Regions from separate parts of the Zea mays genome. Here region 2 is linked to region 1. A link is a contact called in public Hi-C data. All regions are on one chromosome and are shown on one strand. Each heading gives the region's core, a stretch centred on a gene start, on an enhancer-like site or on the middle of the called end of the contact. The rest is flanking DNA. Distances are from core to core; before and after follow the strand shown. Region 1 holds the start of LOC100304257. Region 2 holds the start of LOC100193985.

Region 1 (5,987 bases), core at 853-3,352:
CAAGGACGTGGCCGACGACGCCAGCAAGGACAAGGCGCCCGGCGAACATGTGGTGGTCACCATTGCCAAGCTGACCGCGGCGACGACGGCACCTGCAGCTGCCGTGGCGGAGGATCTTGTCAAGGTCCACGACGGCCACCCGGAGGAAGCAGCCAAGGGCGCCGCCAAGCCGGCGGAGAACGGCGCGGGACGCAGCGACGCCGAGCAAGTCTAGATTCCTCGCTCGATCAGATCAGAATTCATGAAGAAGAACATGCGTATGTATGTGTATCCGGTAGGTCGTAACATAACATAAATTAAGTGCGCATGCAGTTTGGCAACTCATGTTGTTTCATTTCGTTCTCGCGCAATATGCGCATGTATTAATTTTAGATTGTCATTGTTGTAGTTCTTGCCTCCGATTATTATTAGTGTGTCCGTCACCTTCCATGTAATAACAAAAAAAATATATATAAATGGTCCTATTAAAGCAAAAGCTAAAGTTCGTTTTTATGCCAAAGTGCTTCGTCTGTCATTTGGAGCCGAGTCTCATTAATTATGTTATGTTGTATATCTAGTATATCACACGCGTAAGTTTCATTTTTTTTACCGTGTGCCTGATCATAAGACATCTGACACCTTTTTGAAACTTTTAAAAGATCTATGATTTGAAACCCTATGTGTGGACCTCCGTACACTTTCACAGTTTAGGGATGATAATGATTAGACCGGTCTAAGTGCAAGTTTTATTTCTATTTAATGAGTTGTCTCAAGAACCTTTTTGATGAAGTGAAAACGTTTTTTTAAAAAAGAGAACAAGTGAGTGTCATGGAGATCAAACTGTCTTAGCTAGCACAATTATTATCGACTATATATGGGTCATGGAATTATATATCTACAAATTCTAAAATGAAACTTTTCATTAAAAAAGAGTGTTTCGTTTATTTTTTCATTTTGTTATAGATAGCATGGCAGTTTTAAAAGATCATGCTAGAAAACTCTCTACTAGACAGCCTTATTAGGAGCAACGTCCCTTTTCGCCTTTTGTGCATTTCTTTCGGGCCAAAACTCCAAACTGCCGTGGGCTTTCCCAGGTTAGACAATGGGCCTGTTTGGTTCAGCTTTTTTCTGACCAGCTTTTCTGAAAATCTGGCTGTGAGGAGAATCTGGCTGTGGGGAGAATCTGAGTATCATTACGATTACGTGTGGAAGAAGATGAAGTTGTTCATAGGACTCAGGATCTACAAAGTGATGGATTCCTACTATTACAACGACTTAACCGATTATGTGTTTATATTGATTTTGGATGGTTTTTGTCCCAACGAATTTTATAGAAGCTGGCTGAAAAGCTGAGCGTTTGGCAGTCCGCAGCAGTTTTTAGTGGCCAGAAGCTGCTAGAATCCGAAACAAACAGGGCCATTATATGTCGCTCATCCACTCCAACCCTTAACTCCTTATACATTCAAACAAGTCTTTAGGACTAGTTTAGAAAATCAAATCATAATAAAATCCTTGTTATAGCATCCCCAAAAGCTTACCATAAGTCTCTTCTAAATAAAGTTTTTTGGAAAAAATACAAAAACGTATATCCAACAGTTCCCCTAAAACGTTCCAAACTTTTTTCATAGCTCTTAAAACTTCCTCATTTGTAGCTACAAATGAGAGGTTTTTTGGGCTCCCCAGAAACAATATGCCACTTTAAGGGATCTGTTGGAGAGAGAATTAAAATCTACCCTCACTAATTTTTTAGATGCCGGTTAAAACGGATTTTGAAGAGTCATTTTCTAGAGAGCTTTTTGTGATACTCTTATTACTCAGGGTAGCAATCCCAAAAATGCAGGGCTAGTTTAGAAACTTAAATCATTTCTAGGATTCCCGGATCAAAGAAAAAAATATATTTATATATTTACATTTTAAATGATATATTAAATAAAACTAAAATATGTATGTAACTATTTAAATTTAATGGTTATGACAGATACATACGCATAGCAATTTATTCCTCTCCTCTATATATTTTCAAAAACATAAAAAAGAAAAAAAATCAACACCGGACCAATGCGCGCTCGCTCCAGCACAGTATTGCGGCAGTATTGCAGTCCAGAACAGGGCACCGCCGCACCGGTGCTCGTTCCAGCCCAGGAGGCCAGTACCGCAGTCCCGCGCAGCCGGCCATTCCCATGCCGCCGGCACCCATGAGATGGCGGCGCGGGGGCCGCTCGTCATCGCGTCTCCTTCAGCGAGCCCTCCTCTTGGCCGCCTTCTCCGCTGCGGCCCTCATCCTCCTCGTACTCCAGCACCACCACGGTCCTAAACGCCCAAACCCTTCCGCCGCGTCCCACGCCCGCGACTCCTCAGACGAGCTCCTCGACGACTCGCCTCCCGCGGAGCGGGATCCGGATGCCAGTGACCCTGCGGTAGTTGTTGACAGGGCCACGTGCGCAACGGTGGAGATGATGGGGGAGGAGGCCGCTGGTGCTGGGCGGGGCTCTCCGGAGCAGGCCAGCCTGCGGGTCCGCGAGATGATCCGGCGCCACTTCGAGCTCCACGGTGCGTTCCGGTCACGAAGAGGATGTCTCCTCGATTTTGATCTCTGTTTTTATTCCCCTGTAAATGCTCCATGGTTTGTTAGCCATGCTATGTATATGTGAATTAGAATATTTTTTTGGACCAATATGTGGATTAGAATATGATCCATAAACCGGCTAGTTTGATGGCATACGCTATCAACACAGGGCTTATTTTGTTATAAGGGCTAATGACTATAGCTAACTATACATTAGCCCAAATTAGCTCTAGTGCATCCAAACATGAGGGCTAAATGGCTAATAGGCGAGCTAATTTGTTAGACAAGTGTTCAACTAATTGTTAGCCATCTAGATAGCTAACCTGGTCTATTTTGAGCTATTTTTTAGCCTAACTAGTAACTGGCTCTAGCTCATCCAAACACTCCATTTAGGAATGAATTGGGGACTAGCCTGAAAAGCGCCTGATAGGTTGGCAATTCACATTAGTTGATTGCCCCTTATGAACTTCTCAAGTTTTTATGTTGCTGGCGGTGGCAGAAATTGACATTGCTCGAAGTATGTTCTCATAACTACTTGCTGCCATCATTCGCCCCACTACATGTGGTTGTTTCTAGCAAATCACATTAGGATTGTGTATTTGTGTATTACAGAACCTTGAACCAAACTGAATTTTGGTACATATCCACTGTCATTCTTCTACATTATGCACCAGTATATCCATTTGTAACTGCAGTGTCTACATAGGTTCTTTATTACTCATTGGGCTTCCTGTCACAATATAGTGTTGCTGTGAACATCAACAACTAATAAACAGAACAATCAGTATATGATTTTTTTTATACAAAATTGAAAGTTGGCCGCCTATCTTCTACCACTGTTTATTGAATTGTTTGAAGCATTGGTTTACTTGATTCAACAAAATTTCTATTCACATGATACAAACTTGTTCAGGAGAGAGACACAAATTAAAAGCTATCATGTTTGTGGCCCATCACATGCTTACGAAGTGTAAATTAACATGTGCATCACATAGTTCAGTCATAAGTCAACTGTGATGTATCCAATAGATTTGCATGGAGAATTGCACTTTGTAGTTATGCACAGGAGCCCAACGTTTACATCTTCAATTAACTTGCCAGGAGCAGAAAGAGTGAGAATGCTTCCTGCCCATGAATTCTGCAAACAAGGATTTGTGTTGGGGAAAGCATCTGAAGCTGGATTTGGCAATGAAATGTACAAGATCTTAACAGCGGGAGCCTTGAGTGTCATGTTAAACCGATCTTTGATCATCGGGCAAACAAGGCATATGGATTTACACTCTGCTACTTTTCATGTGTATCTTTGATTTGACTATTATGCGATTGGTCGGAAGCATTGAGTTCTATGAATTTGCTTCTTTTCCTGTTGTTGTTGCCAAACATTCTTCAAACTTTATGTTGCTTATATATTGTTAATTTTTACAGGATGTTTAATTGTGAATTGTTGCGTATTATCATGGCTGTGAACCCCTGATAAATAGATTCTGTAGTTCAATAGCAGTGGTGATTAATATTCATTATCCACTTACAAATTTTTGTTCTTCTCTAACAAACAGGGGACTGTATCCTTTTGGGGAGTACATTTCTTATACCAACCAGTCATTCACTATTCATGAAATCAAACATTTGTGGAGGAAGCATCGCTGTGCTAGGACATATGGTAGAGATCTGAATATCAGAGTGGATATTTTTGAAAATCCAACTGAGACGAATGTTCTGTGTAGTGACTGGAATAGCTGGAAGGATTCAATTATCTGGTTAGTATTACAGTTACAGCCTAGAATAAGTTTTACGTTTTACAATATTTCTCTTGGCATGACCTGCATATGTTATTGATTGGAAGAAGGGCAGAAAATAATAATGGTGATAACTTTCCTAATTTACTCCAGAGGCACACTAGATGATGAAGATATCTGACACATCTTGCACTTACACAAGGCTTAGTGTTTAGAGAACAAGTTCGCGAAGGTTAAATTTTTATTTCTTAAGCCTTAGGTGACCACTAAGCAGTCATTTCTGTTAGTGTGCATTTCTTATGTAACTAATCATTTGTTGTAGTACATTTATTCTTTCTTGTTTATTCAGTTCTTTACACATTAGTAGTTCATTTGCTTTCTTTTCTTGAGCCCTTAGTTTTCATACAAAAGCCATGTGTAAAAAGCATGCTGAATGGTGCTACTTATTCACGATTCTAGGTTTGATGGCGCAACAGATGCAGTTGGGATTCAGTTCTTTCTGAAGAATGTTCATCCTAGAATGAAGGCTGCCGCGTCGGCTCTTTTTGGATTGCCAGACTCATTGTACGCCAGGCCTAATACATTTGGTGAACTTATGCGAGCTATTATATCTCCATCCAGCAAAGTCCAAGAAGCAGTTGACTGGGCTTTGAAGGGTGTGAATCCAGATATTGTTTTGCACATGCGCATGATGGCGAATAGGTATGGCGCACTATTTGTGGATGCTTGTGTAAATTGAAGTAATTATATAGATTGTCCCATCAGTTCAAAAAGGAAAACTGCAGTGTAGTAGAATATTGACATCATGCAATTTCACTTGCCTACTTATCTCGTTCATCAGTAGTCACTGAAAATGCTTCTTTGTAGCTGAAATTGTTAATGTAACCCAAGATAGCTTTGCATATTTCTTTTATTTCCGTAATATAATCTTCAAACTTAAGTTTGAAACAGTAATAGTCAATTTCAAATTTTCAATATTTACTCAATATCTTTCATTTTCAGAATGTCCACCACATGTATCATGCAAATAATCTGTTAGCAGCACTCAGTGTTGTGCAAAGGCGAGCTAAAGAGCTAATTAGTAATGAGGCGATAGTTGGCTAACACACCTACATTTTAGAATACATCATATGTTTTGAACAGTTGAAGGTTAACTCCTATTATTACTCTAGGCCAGTCCGAGCAAGAAAAGCTGCAGTTCTTTGTATCAAGAAAGCCCTACAGTTTAGCCATATTAAGGGTACAGCTCTGGTGGCCTTGGTCTCAGACACACCAGCATTTGTGAAGGAGATAAAGTCAGACATCAGTGAGTTTGCAGAGGTTAGCTGCTAGGTTGAATTGAATACTACAGGGTGAACTTAGCATTGTATTTCAAGCACTATGGAGACTGATTATGTATTTCTTGAAATATTAGGAAGTTGGATGTTGATTCTGCAATTGTTTTCAGGTACTTAATTTTGATTACAAATTGTTTGCCAAGACTTCTAGTCTGGAGATTGTTGGAAATGATAAGGTATTATTCACTTTTCACTCTCATCATCTCATGGCCCTTTCTTAGTTCTGACCCTTGTTGGAATCTGTCATGGGCATAATAGGGTGCGAGAGGCAACAACCAGGCTGGGATAAGGCTAGAGAATAAGATTGAGATGAGCTGGGATAAGGTTAGAGAATAAGATTGAAATGAGAGAATTGTGGAGAGTTGGTTA
Region 2 (5,768 bases), core at 305-2,804, 440 kb before region 1:
GTAATATAATTTTTACCAATTATAAATTTATCGAGAAAATAAATTAATACTTGTTATGATGTTATGTTCTAAATTAAGTAAGTATCTAAATCTAAATTTGAATTCGAACTATCCGTTTTCTATTCGTATCTGATAGTATTCGTAATAGAATTTGAATTAAAATATGATAAAGGATCTCGAATCGATCTCTAAGCCAGACCACGTGCTTGCCCTGGATTGTGGATTCTGTTCTCGGCTGTCACTTACTAGTGTTTGATGCGCGCCTTGCGCGCGTTGTTTTTTTTCATCAAATCAAATCCCCCTTCTGTCCGTTGTTTTTTTTTCATCAAATCCCGGGACCCGCCGCTTTTGCCCGACTTACCACTTCTGTCCGTTCGCTCGCTCGCTCGCTTGTTCTTATCCCCCTTGCTTTGCTCGTTCGTTCGATTGGAGCTAGCACATGATGTGGCTGCCCCAACAGGTTATCATCCTCAAAACGACGCAAAAACGCACAGGTTGTCAGGCTGATTCGCCTTGACGTATCCGTTAATCATGACGTTCCATGACACCACATTTCTCAAGTGCATTCCCTCAAAAACCTGGCGTGCGACATCCAAGCCACCGGGTGTTCTGGCTAAGGCCGTCATCAGGGTGTTGCAGGACGCGATGTCCCTGAATGGCATTTCGTCGAACAGGTAGCGGGCGGACAAGATGCCGCCGGCAGTGGCATAAAAGTGGAAGAGGGCGTTGGCAGCGTGGGGCGGCGAAGAGAAGAGGAGGCCGCGGCGGAGGAGCTGCCCGTGGAGAGGTGGCAGAGGCGGCAGCAGAGAGGAGAGGCGGGAAGGAGAAGTGGTCGGGGAATAGCGGGTGGTGGGAGCGGAGGAGGGCCGCGAAGAGGGAGAGGAGGGCGGAGAAAGGGATGCGAGGGCTTAGGGCGCGGAGTGCAGCATCGAGGGAGAAGAGCGGTAGGGGAGGAGGTAGGTGGCGAATGAGGCGGAGGATGTGAGCGGGCGTTGAGGCGGCGGAGCAGGCGGAGGCGATGAGGAGGCCGGCGGGGACGGGGTGGCCGAGGAGGAGGCCACGGCGGAAGAGGAAGGCGTGGGCGCAGAGGACGGAGGAGTGGGTGTGTAGACCGTGGCGGAGGAAGCCGTGGAGGTCGTCGATGATGGTGCCGCCGCCGGCAGCGGCGGAATTGGGGGAGGTGGAGGTGTCCACCATCAGTGGAGAACACGTGCCAGTGGCGCCATGGGTTTATTGGAGCTAGCCGCTGCGTGGATTCCTCGGCTCGCCGTCCGGATCTTGCCTCGCTGAGCTGCAGCTACCACGAATCCCGACTCGATTTGGCCGCGCTCGGATCTCGCCGGACTAGCGGGGACCGAGGCCTCTCGATTCGCCTCGGGGGCGAGATGGAGGGAGGCGATGGAGGATACCATACCCTCCTCGTGTTGGCCTCTTCGTGGCTTCAGGCGGCGTCTGGAATGCTCCGTGCAGGGAGGGAGGCGATGGAGGAGACCATACCCTCGTCGCCCCGCCCCCTCGTGCCTTCCGGCGGCGTCTAGAATTCCCTGTTGGATCTGGAGGAGTTACTCTATCTGGAGATCTGTCGTATGTCTTATTGAGATCGTGACCATTCAATTGAGATCATGCGGCTGTAGAAAAATGCTCTAACGTGGATGCGCTAGGAAGCCGCGTTTCCTTGCCGCTTTCATAATAAGGAAATTAGCTCGGAGGACTGTAGCCGGTAGCCGTGACGATTTCTACCACAGTACCACGTGCTGTAGCCAGTAGAGGCGGCGGCGGATGTCCCCGCAGCCTGCAACATCACCGCAACGCAACCCCTGCAGCAGTTTCACTTTCACTTCATTGCGCATCCATGCCACGACATGGGCCTTACCTGGGCTCCTGTTGCCAGATGTGCCGGGGGTCACCTTTGTACAGTAGGTACAGAAAATGGCCCAACATGGGGGTAAAGAAACAAAGAAAAAGCCCTACTCACTAACCAGCTATTCAAGGTTCACTGATGAAAAAATCATTCTCTGTAATGTAGAACACATAGTAAAGTTTTTTTTGTGTCGGAGACCGTGTCAAGTTATGCTCAGGTCCGGCCCGGCTAAAGAAAAACCTAGTTTTGGGGCTACTCTACCTACCGAGTTCAAAGTTTCCTCAAATACAAAAATTGAAGCTTTCCAGAATTGTCAAACTTTGGAACGAGCTTCTTTAGAGCTAGTTTGACAACTCTATTTTTCCAAGAGATTCTTATTTCCCCAACATCCCGTTGGATCATTAGAATTGAATTCCAATCTATTAATAGTAATTTAGGCATATATTAATTAAGCTAATTCAGTTTTATGTAAAATATATTTGTATTATATTATTAGCAAGATGCCGGAGATATTTATGTGCTACATTTTTACTATAGAGAAGTGATACGAAGAGTTTCATATAAGTTATAGAGTAGAAACAAATTCTACTAGTGCATAAAATCATTTCCGATCCTCTAACCTATGAATTTGAGATAGACTTATAAACTTTGGAAAGTGGTGGAATGTTAAATTCCAAACTAAATAAGTTACTTTATTGAGTGAATTTCAATTCCTCTAAAATAAAGGGTTCCAAACGCCCTGCAAAAGAGAAAATAAACTAATTTCTTTTAGTAAAATGCAAATGCTTTTAAAAAATATGGTTGCCAACCTAACTCTTAACGGGCTTTCGTATCTTGGCGTTCGTCCACAAAGCTTCTCCCTGCTTCATCTGGACCACCACCCGTTATTGGACACTTCGTAGGATCTATAATCACAACAAGGAAAAAAACAAGAGCACCCATAGTGCTAGATAAAATATAAATACTTGTTCGTCAACTCGCGTTGCTCGTGGTTAGCTCAGTTCGGTTTAACTTGACTTGTTACAATTTTGTCACGAGCTAAGCTAGCATGTCAGATCGAACGAGTTAGCGTTTGTCAGCAAAACAAAACCTACACTTATATTAGATAAACTAATAAGTGATGGTATGCGTTAATTTGATGTTGAATTGATGTGATATATGAAATTATGAGTACTATTACTCTTTTCTAGCGTCAAATTAATCTAGAATTAATGAAAAATTGATTATATTGTTGTATATATATGCATATTATTTTTTTTGTTGTGGCTCACGATCTAAACAAGCCAGCTCGAGCCCACCAACGAGCTGAGCCGAGATAATTCTCTGGCTCGGTTTCTTAACCAGCTGAACCAGCTTGTTAACTTAACGAGTCAGTTCGAGTTTAGTCGAGCCGAGCTGACTCGATATCTAGCGCTACGCGCACACACCAGTGGCATCCTACATCCTAAGATAAAGTAATGAGAATGCTAAAAATACTCTATTTGTCCCAAGTTAAAATTTGTTTTGCCTTTTTAATGGTTTCATACCACACTTAATGTATGTTATATATTGTCGGCGTTTCGACCCCGGGGGATCCCTGGACCGACGAGTAAACTGTCGCCGCGTGTCCCAGCCCAGATAGGTCGGCACGAGACGGAGCACGAAGGGGGGAAGGAGACAGGCAAAAAGGGGAAACCCGCAACCTTCGTGTTGTCCTGCGTCCAGGTCGGGTGCGCTTGCAGTAGGGGGTTACAAGCGTCCGCGTGGGAGAGAGAGCGAGAGACTTACGCGTCGGCCCGTTCTCCCGCGCGGCCAACCCTCCCGTACGAGAGCCCTGGACCTTCCTTTTATAGGCGTAAGGAGAGGGCCCAGGTGTACAATGGGGGATGTAGCAGTGTGCTAACGTGTCTAGCAGAGAGGAGCTAGAGCCCTAAGTACATGCCGTCGTGGCAGCCAGAGAGGTTTTTGCACCCTGTTCATGTGATGTCGTGGCCTTCGGAGGAGCGCTGGAGCCTTGCGGAAGGACAGCTGTCGGGGCTGTTGAGTCCTTGCTGACGTCTCCTTGCTTCCGTAAGGGGCTGAGAGCCGCCGTCGTCATGGAGCACGCGGGGTGCCATCATTATTTGTTTACCGGGACGAGCTAGATGGGACGCCGGTCTTTTTCCCCGTAGCCTGAGCTAGCTAGAGGTAGGGTAATGATGGCCCCTCTTGTGACGTGGTCGGTCCGAGCCCTAGGTCGGGCAAGGCGGAGGTTCCTCCGAGGTCGAGGTCGAGTCCGAGCCTCGGGTCGGGTGAGGCAGAGACCGTCTTCCGGAGCCCTGGGATCGGGCGAGGCGGAGTTCGTCGTCTTCCGGAGCCGAGGCTGAGTCCGAGCCCTGGGGTCAGGCGAGGCGGAGTTCGTCGTCTTCCGGAGCCGAGGCTGAGTCCGAGCCCTAGGGTCGGGCGAGGCGGAGTTCGTCGTCTTCCGGAGCCGAGGCTGAGTCCGAGCCCTGCGGTCGGGCGAAGCGGAGTTCGTCGTCTTCCGGAGCCGAGGCTGAGTCCGTGCCCTGGGTCGGGCGAGGCAGAGCTTCCTAGGGCGCCCGAGGCTGGACTTAGCTGCTGTCAGCCTCACTCTGTCGAGTGGCACAGCAGTCGGAGCGACGCAGGCGGCGCTGTTCTCTTGTCAGGCCGGTCAGTGGAGCGGCGAAGTGACTACGGTCACTTCGGCTCTGTCGACTCAAGAGCGCGCGTCAGGATAAGGTGTCAGGCGATCCTTGCATTAAATGCTCCTGCGATACGGTTGGTTGGCATGGCGATCTGGCCAAGGTTGCTTCTCTGCGAAGACTGGGCCTCGGGCGAGCCGAAGGTGTGCCCGTTGCTTGAGGGGGCCCTCGGGCGAGACGTGGATCCTCCGGGGTCGGCTACCTTTGCCCGAGGCTGGGCTCGGGCGAGGCGAGATCGTGTCCCTCGAGTGGACTAAGCCTTGACCTTAATCGCGCCCATCAGGCCTTTGCAGCTTTGTGCTGATGGGGGTTACCAGCTGAGATTAGGAGTCTTGGGGGTACCCCTAATTATGGTCCCCGACAGTAGCCTCCGAGCCTCGAAGGGAGTGTTGATACTCGCTTGGAGGCTTTTGTCGCACTTTTTTTTGCAAGGGGACCGACCTTTCTCGGTTGCGTTTCGTTCCGGTGGGTGCGCGCGAGCGCACCCGCCGTGTGTAGCCCCCGAGGCCTCGGAGGAGTGGTTTGACTCCTTCGAGGTCTTAGTGCGTTTTGTAATGCTTAGGCCGGTCTGGTTGTTCCCTCATGCGAACTGGTCGTAGCCCGGGTGTACAGTCGAGTCCAAAGTTCTCGGGCTGGTATGTTGACGCTGTCAACGGTTTGGCCAGAGCCGGGTTTGCGAGAGCAGCCCCCGAGCCTCCGCACAGAGCAAGAGGACCGTCAAGGACAGACTCGTCTTTTTACATACGCCCCTGCGTCGCCTTTCCGCAAGGAGGAGGGGGGAAAGCGCCATGTTGCCCTCGGAGGGCGCTGAACATGGTGTCTCCAGTGAGTTGCTAATGGGTAATCCGAGTGGACGCCCGTGCCCCATTCGTTAGGGGTCGGCTAGTGGCCCGGAGGCACGCTCTAAAAGTACCTGCGGGTGATTTGCCGGACCCGGTCCCCTTTTGACGGGGTCCGAGGGCTCGATGCCTCCCTCTGGTGGGATTCCGTTACAAAATTGTTCCCGTCGGTCTCGGAAATGTCCTAGGTTACCTCGAGAGCTTATCCCGAGCCTTGGTTATGTATCGAACGTACCCAGGGTCATCCCTCGCTCTGCTTGCTCTGAGGCGGCTGTCAGAACCCTTCGGGGGCTAGCCTACGAACCCCTGATCAGTAGTGGGCGTGGAGCCCGAGTGGCCTGAGGCGGCCGTTGAACCCTTCCGAGGGGCCAGCCTTCGAACCTCTAA

Evidence for each region. A called contact is a pair of places that touch in the nucleus more often than the background predicts.
Region 2: a contact with region 1 is called in a Hi-C map of tassel, with 2.4 times the contacts expected there. The contact joins the promoter of LOC100193985 here to the promoter of LOC100304257 in region 1. A contact is called at or near these places in 2 of 25 Hi-C or Micro-C datasets (ear and tassel).

The regions. Positions count from the first base shown.
Region 1 is chr4:23,365,315-23,371,301 of Zm-B73-REFERENCE-NAM-5.0, reverse strand. LOC100304257 reads left to right here and starts at 2,102. Exons shown (of 8, transcript NM_001165700.1): 1 at 2,102-2,529; 2 at 3,647-3,809; 3 at 4,102-4,302; 4 at 4,741-4,983; 5 at 5,454-5,601; 6 at 5,729-5,794. The coding sequence starts at 2,160. LOC100192602 (mtN3-like protein) reads left to right here. Exons shown (of 6, transcript NM_001137817.1): 6 at 1-499. The coding sequence ends at 214.
Region 2 is chr4:23,805,621-23,811,388 of Zm-B73-REFERENCE-NAM-5.0, reverse strand. It overlaps LOC100193985, which reads right to left and starts at 1,554. Exons shown (of 1, transcript NM_001139051.1): 1 at 285-1,554. The coding sequence starts at 1,197. The coding sequence ends at 571.